Regions from separate parts of the Zea mays genome. Here region 2 is linked to region 1. A link is a contact called in public Hi-C data. All regions are on one chromosome and are shown on one strand. Each heading gives the region's core, a stretch centred on a gene start, on an enhancer-like site or on the middle of the called end of the contact. The rest is flanking DNA. Distances are from core to core; before and after follow the strand shown.

Region 1 (3,235 bases), core at 298-2,797:
AATGCTTAAGATAAAGAAGGGTTAGAAACATGACAACATTTTTCCAAAGTATTAAAGAGCCGGGACTCTCCAATAGTCCTCGTTGGAGCACCCACACAAGGATATTGCTCCCCATTGAACTTCACAAGGATCAAGGGCTCTCTATGGGTTTGTTCCTCGCCACTCTAGCATGGTGAATCACCCACAGTTGTTTACACCTTGAGTGGTGATATACACTAGATTTCTTAAGTGTGTATCATCAGACTTATTTAGGTCAAACTATCATTCATGGCCCCTTTATAGTATAGTCAAAGGAAAAAACAAAGGTGCTATCACTAGTATATATGTCTATCAACTCTATTAACTATTAGAACTAGCCAGTCCTTAACCTTTTTGCTCATCCTTCTAAAATCAATAATTGAATACCATCAATAGGGGCACAAAAACTATATAGCCAATTATTATTACTCATAGCCAATAATTTAGTGTTGTCATTAGTCACTAAAACTAGATGCTTTCATATCTATCATGCTCGTGTTTGCCTGATCCAATTCCTAGGTCATGTTTGGGCTCCACTTAGAGCTTGTAATGGCATCACAACATGATCTGATTAAGAAAATGTTGACTAAAGACCTTCTCACCCACATATAAAATGCCATGACTTCGCTCAAACTTCATCCCCTAGTCTCCTACTACACCCATGTCTATGCTTCGCAACTTCACAAGTCTACCACATGTACTTGCAAAGGGCTGATTCTCCTAGCTCCCATGTCGTCGCCATCTTTCCCCTTTACCACCACAAAATCACAAATGTGCTCACTTATTATCCCCGCGTCTTCCCTTCCCTACCCTAAACACTATGGGCAACAACGTCGCATCACTTGGTGGTCCTTGTAGATCTAGACGAGGTCTCCTCCCCGTTTTGTGCTTGTTGATATAGTGATCTTGTCCTTGTCTTGTCGCTGTCCTTTGGAGTCGTCGCAGAGAGGCGGTGAAAATTCTAGCCGCTTCTAGAAGGTGCGGTCGCCGGTCGGATGAGAGTCGAGTGAGTGCAGGCCTATAAAAAGTAGCAATTGGATAACATTTTGAAAAAAATGAAAGAAATAAAAAAACTAGGGTTAAATAAGATTCTAAATTAAATCTAAGAAATCTATAGACATTCGGAAATCTATTTATCTTTTGTACTCCTTTGATTGGATTTCTAGATTTTGACGTTTGTGTAATTGGGCTTGACAGCCCCATCAATACAGGCAGGCCAGCTGATTTCGGGTGCCGCTGATTCGGCCCATGGAGGATAGAGCAGGCCTTTCAACAGGCAGGCAGTCCATGACGTAGTGCCTCGGCCTCAAAGCCCATGCGATTAATATCCACTGGTACGTACGCGACAGCCGAGGGAGTCACTGAGTCAGTGCCGAACGGCCTGGAAACCCCCCGCCGTGTGCCGGTGTCCACGCGCGCCCCGGTGCGGCCGCCACGACCGCGGACACGTGCCGGGCCTCGCACACGCGTCCCCCACGGCCCCCTCGCATCATTAAAACCGCGGTGCCCGCGCCACGGATCCCCGGCACTTCATTCCGGTTTCCGGATAGCTTACCTCCCATCGACGGTCGGTGAGCCGTTGGTGAGTGGCGAGACAGCGGGTGCGCTGGGCAAGAACAGGCGACGAAGAAGATGAGCACGCTGGACACGCGGACGCTCAAGGACGAGCTGACGAGCATGGACAGGAAGTGCCTCGTGGACCTCGGCCACCCGCTGCTCAACCGCGTCGCCGACAGCTTCATCCGCGCCGCTGGGGTCGGGGCGGCCAGGGCCGTCTCCAGGGAGGCCTACGTCGTCACCGTCGAAGGTACCGCGTCCCGGCCGAGTCTACCTAACTAGCGAGCGGCTGGTGCTCACCCGCCCGTTGCAAATCTATCTGCAGGGCTTTCAGGAGACTCGTCCGGGCTAGACGCCGACGGCGGCAAGCGGAGCCATTTCTCCAGCATCAGAGGTGACGACGGCCAGAGGTCGCTCGACGCAGTGGTATGTCACAAACATAGCTCAGAGCTGCGATTCGTTGTGCAGATTCATTAATGGTTTCTCTCTCACCCCCTCTTGACAATTTGCAGGTAAAAACGGCCGGCAAGGAGGCCTTCCAGTGGGGTTAGTGGTGTGATTAGTCTGTTCAGATCTAACAGTACGTTGGAGGTCCACAAGTAGTATAACCCTGTTTCTCTCGACCTCGACATGCAGGGTTGGCAGCCGGAGTCTACTCAGGGCTCACGTACGCGCTGCGGGAGGCCAGGGGATGCCACGACTGGGTCAGTGCCATTTCCTAGCTTTTAACCAGACGGCCGTTTTTGGCTTGGTCTCGCGTGTGAACTTTGCTGTCCTCGTGCAGAAGAACAGCGCCATCGCAGGCGCCATCGCTGGGGCGGCGGTGGCGCTCACGGGTGACGCCGGCGGCCACTCCGACAAGCTCGTCAACTTCGCCATCACCGGCGCCGCGCTCTCCAGCGCCGGGAGCTTGCTCTCCGGCATATTCTGATTGGCCCCCAGGGCTGCACCCGCCTGACACGGGTTCGCTGCCCGGTTGAGCCCTTCATCCGAGGGGTTTTAGCATGAAAGGTTGATTTCAGGCCAGCAATGAAATATGTATTCCTAGGGCCCTGCCGGTCTAGCACTGTGCGCTTCCAGTGTAATCGTTGCTTCGTGTACGAGTTTCAGACATTTCGAAATATCTTCTCCGAGTTCCGGTGGTTTGACATGTGCAAACATTTTGGTAGGGCTTAAGTGCTTAAATTTGTCGCCATGTTTTGGCATGTCCAACGAGTGACAATAATGCCGTGGCTAAAAACCAAAACCACGTTACAGTTGTGGCTAAAAACCAAATAAACCAAAAATCATGCCATGATTGTGGCTAAAAACCAAATACATAGTCAAACCTACATGAATTTACAAGTGTGACTGTGAACATAGAAGTGTATCATGTATCACCTTTAGTTGATTGGTAATCTTCGGCTGAAGAGCAAGTAGAAAGGAGTCGTTCTGTCCCAGTTTAGTTTTGTTGTTGTTTGGTTATAAAGTAACTAGAACGGAATGACTCCAATTAGGGAATATTCTTCTCAGATCTGGAACCATCCTGCTCCAAAAAATCAACTGGACGAAGCTGTTTTGTTCCCAGTCCGCTCTCACAGTCACGCTTTGTTCCGTTCACTCTGCAACCAAATGAAAAACGATTACTAAACACTGAACAGAGCCGTTCTGTTCCTAGAAT
Region 2 (3,235 bases), core at 475-2,974, 330 kb before region 1:
GGCCGTCGGACATAAGGTTATGTCCGACGGCCTCCTATAGGGCCGTCGGACATAAGCGCAGGCCGTCGGACATGAGGGCTATTTCCGAGAGCCGGTTGCGGCCGTCGGACCTAACCTTATGTCCGACGGTCCTGTAGGAGGCCGTCGGAGGTAAGGGGGCCGTCTGACGTTTCTCCGTTTACTGTAGTGAGTACTCTCGTCCGTGTTGATCTGGTCCCGAGAGGGAGGACTGTTCGGGCCATAAGGCCGGACTGTCTGTCATGCTTTGGTGCCAAACATGATGCTTAACGGAAGGTTCTTCTTCCCTGCGTTGGGCGGTCTCGCTATGCCATTGGTGCAACCTCTGAAGCGACCATCTCTACGCAAGTTAGTCCATTATTTGGTTGTTTTTTGCAAGTTTTTTTTCAAGTCCGCGTACAGTATCGGTACCACTAGTTGTATTCCTCTTCAGTCTCCTGATCGATATCAATGACACCAATTGGTTTGCATTGTCATCTTCGCAGCTAGGGTGCTTGTGGTAATCCGAATTACATTTCTAGCCTTCTTAAGATTTTCACTTCTCTTTTTGACACATCAGTTATTATCAAGATGAAAATGGGCTTCCATTCTTTTTGTTCAGGCCAGAGGCTCACTTTACGGTGCTCTTGGTGGCTCTCTTCTTGCATACCGCATTGCAGATTTTCTAGGTGGACTAAAAAAACTAATTTATTTCTAAAATGGTCCCAAATATTATTTAACAAAACAAATTCAGGGATGTATACATGAAACGTGTACCACGTATGTCCTGTTTGTTTAAGCTTTTTTCAGTTTCTAGACACCCAAAAGCTGATGTGAACTAACAAACGCTCTAGAGTCTATCTCTATAAGAATCATTTCGGTAAAAATCGTCTAAAATCAATACAGAATCGGTCGAGTCGTCACGATAGTAGGAATCCAATGTTTTATAGATCCTGAACCCTTTGAACCATTTTATCTTTCTCCATATCTAATTCCACGATATTTAGATTCATATCACAACAAGATTCTTAGAAAAACTGGTTAGAAAAAAGCATAAGAAGCCTCGATTTCGTCGTAATCTGAAAGCCCAAAAGTCTCGATTGCATCTAAAGTCTTGGTGCACACCAGTCCTTCCAGGCATTGGCAATTCGTTGGACTCGCGAGCTGGTTGCCGGCTGGCACGCGCTGCACGCATGCAGAGAGGGCGTCAAACGCGACCTGCCGCTGCCGGAGCACGACGGTGACCTCCACCTCTTTTTTTTTTCTTTTTTTTTGTCAGGGCCCAGAACGTAACTGCGTGAGCGTGACGGAGAGAAGAGGATCAGCCAGCGTGACGTGTGGGTCTTGACAGCCTGAATCAGTGCGTTGCGTTGTATGCATGTGGGCGGGGACGCCGTTGTGCCACGTCTCTCTAGCTCTCTTTGAACGTACTGTGCGTATGATGCTGAGAGGACGTACGTAGATCTTATGGGTGATCATTTATCAAGCAACATGGAGTGTTAGCGACCACACTCACTACACGCAGACGAAGAAACCCCCCCCTAGAGACACATGTGCCGCCACGGCGTGATTTTGGACTGGTCGACACTAGCTAACCGTGGCTGTCAATGCAAGTCGATGGCGCGACAGCTAATAAGCGAATTCCAGATCCACAGGGACGATCGATAGAATTTATTGTGCTCCGATTATGCGCCGTCGTTGGCTCGTGATGTATGTATCATATACTAGTATATGCTACTGCATTTTTTTTGTTTGTTGTTCGATAAAAGCCACGGAAAGTTAAGGGAGTCATCCATTCCATGCATCCTTTGGAAAGTCAAGGGAGTCATCCATTTTTTCAGTGTCTATAAATGTCATGTCAAGCAAGATAGCTACAGCTTCGCCTTTGGTACTTCTCCGGGAATAGGCATCCTACTATAGACTAATAGGACATGTATATTAGAAAGACACCAAAATAGTTGTTCAAGCAAAAGAGGACTAAAAGAATTATATAATGGAGTGTTAATAAATATAGTATATTAATAAGTACAGAAATGAATGTGTTTGTAGAGCATCATATCGATATAATATACAATGTATTCGTATAAGTAAAGTACATGCATTTGTTACTGCTTGAGTTAGGAGCCGAGCGGTGCCACCACACCGGGACTCCAAAAGTCAGAGGGCCCATCTATATACAGCCTATATATTAGCATATGGTTTGGCCCAAAAATCTATTAATCAGGTATGCAATCAATGGATTATGCTTTAGTGCCTTCTCCTTGACCGCTCAACGTTTCCAGCCTCCAAACGAGTAGTTCACACGCACATGCGTCAGGCACCTAGTGACCGCTCCCGAGTCACGAACTGTTGGCCTTCGCCCTCCACTTCGCAAACACTCAGATAAGCAAACCGATTGTCGCGTAACCCTAGACCTATATTCCAAACTACTCCTTAAATACTACTAGTCGTTACCCGTGCATTGCGACCGCTTACAACAATACCCACGTAAACTATCTATCAAAAAAAAAATTCAAGATTTTTTATTGATTGTCTCCGCTCTCTGTATAATATATTTTTTGATTTGGCTAACTTATGTTATTGTTTACTCCATACAAATATGTCTTGTTACAACACGACCAATGAAGTGAGCGATTAGAAGAGAGTTCACAACGATTGACTGAATGAACAGAGATTATAAAATGACATAATTCCATCATACAAAGACCAAATAAGAGAAAGTTTGTGAAATCAAGTTTATAAAATAAGTCCCATGAAGTCAAATTTATAAAAAAGATAGATCAAAATATGGAGTGATTCCTAAAGTCAGGCATCAATAAAAATTGGATGCGCTCCATATAAATTACGCTACTTCGTAGCAATTACTACGTTTAAAACCAACAAATAACCTTTCATTTTGCTGTTAGTATGACAAATCATTGCTGCTCCATCCAATTAAGCAACCTCAAACACCATATAGTCCATTACGCCAATGTGGTCTCAGAAACGACCTAATGCTTGTAAGAGCAAAGAATGCCGTGCCGTGCTTGGGCTGTAGCCTCGACCCGTAGTGCTGGCCCGGCCCGACACGATTTTTTTTATTTTACAAAAAACGTATATACCTATATACAATTTATATTAAATATTAAAAACATCCTACCGTGATGTTCTACTGGTTAGACAGTGTTCGAATCCCACCTCCTACACCGTTTATTAACATTTTATGCTGATTTAATTAAATGGATCGACGGACTAACGG

Evidence for each region. A called contact is a pair of places that touch in the nucleus more often than the background predicts.
Region 2: a contact with region 1 is called in a Hi-C map of bundle sheath, with 6 times the contacts expected there. The contact joins the enhancer-like site here to the promoter of LOC100286246 in region 1. A contact is called at or near these places in 2 of 25 Hi-C or Micro-C datasets (bundle sheath and ear).

Annotation. Positions count from the first base shown.
Region 1 is chr3:54,595,404-54,598,638 of Zm-B73-REFERENCE-NAM-5.0, reverse strand. It overlaps LOC100286246, which reads left to right and starts at 1,547. Exons shown (of 5, transcript NM_001159134.2): 1 at 1,547-1,825; 2 at 1,901-2,001; 3 at 2,088-2,121; 4 at 2,212-2,279; 5 at 2,360-2,810. The coding sequence starts at 1,651. The coding sequence ends at 2,506.
Region 2 is chr3:54,924,795-54,928,029 of Zm-B73-REFERENCE-NAM-5.0, reverse strand. No RefSeq gene overlaps it. Among protein-coding and RNA genes, the nearest start is that of LOC541969, 35 kb to the left of the region's middle. Within about 2 kb of position 1,724, at least 13 of the 20 cell types and tissues checked have an H3K27ac peak or open chromatin away from gene starts, as enhancers often do. A contact at or near this core is called in bundle sheath, where this site is marked.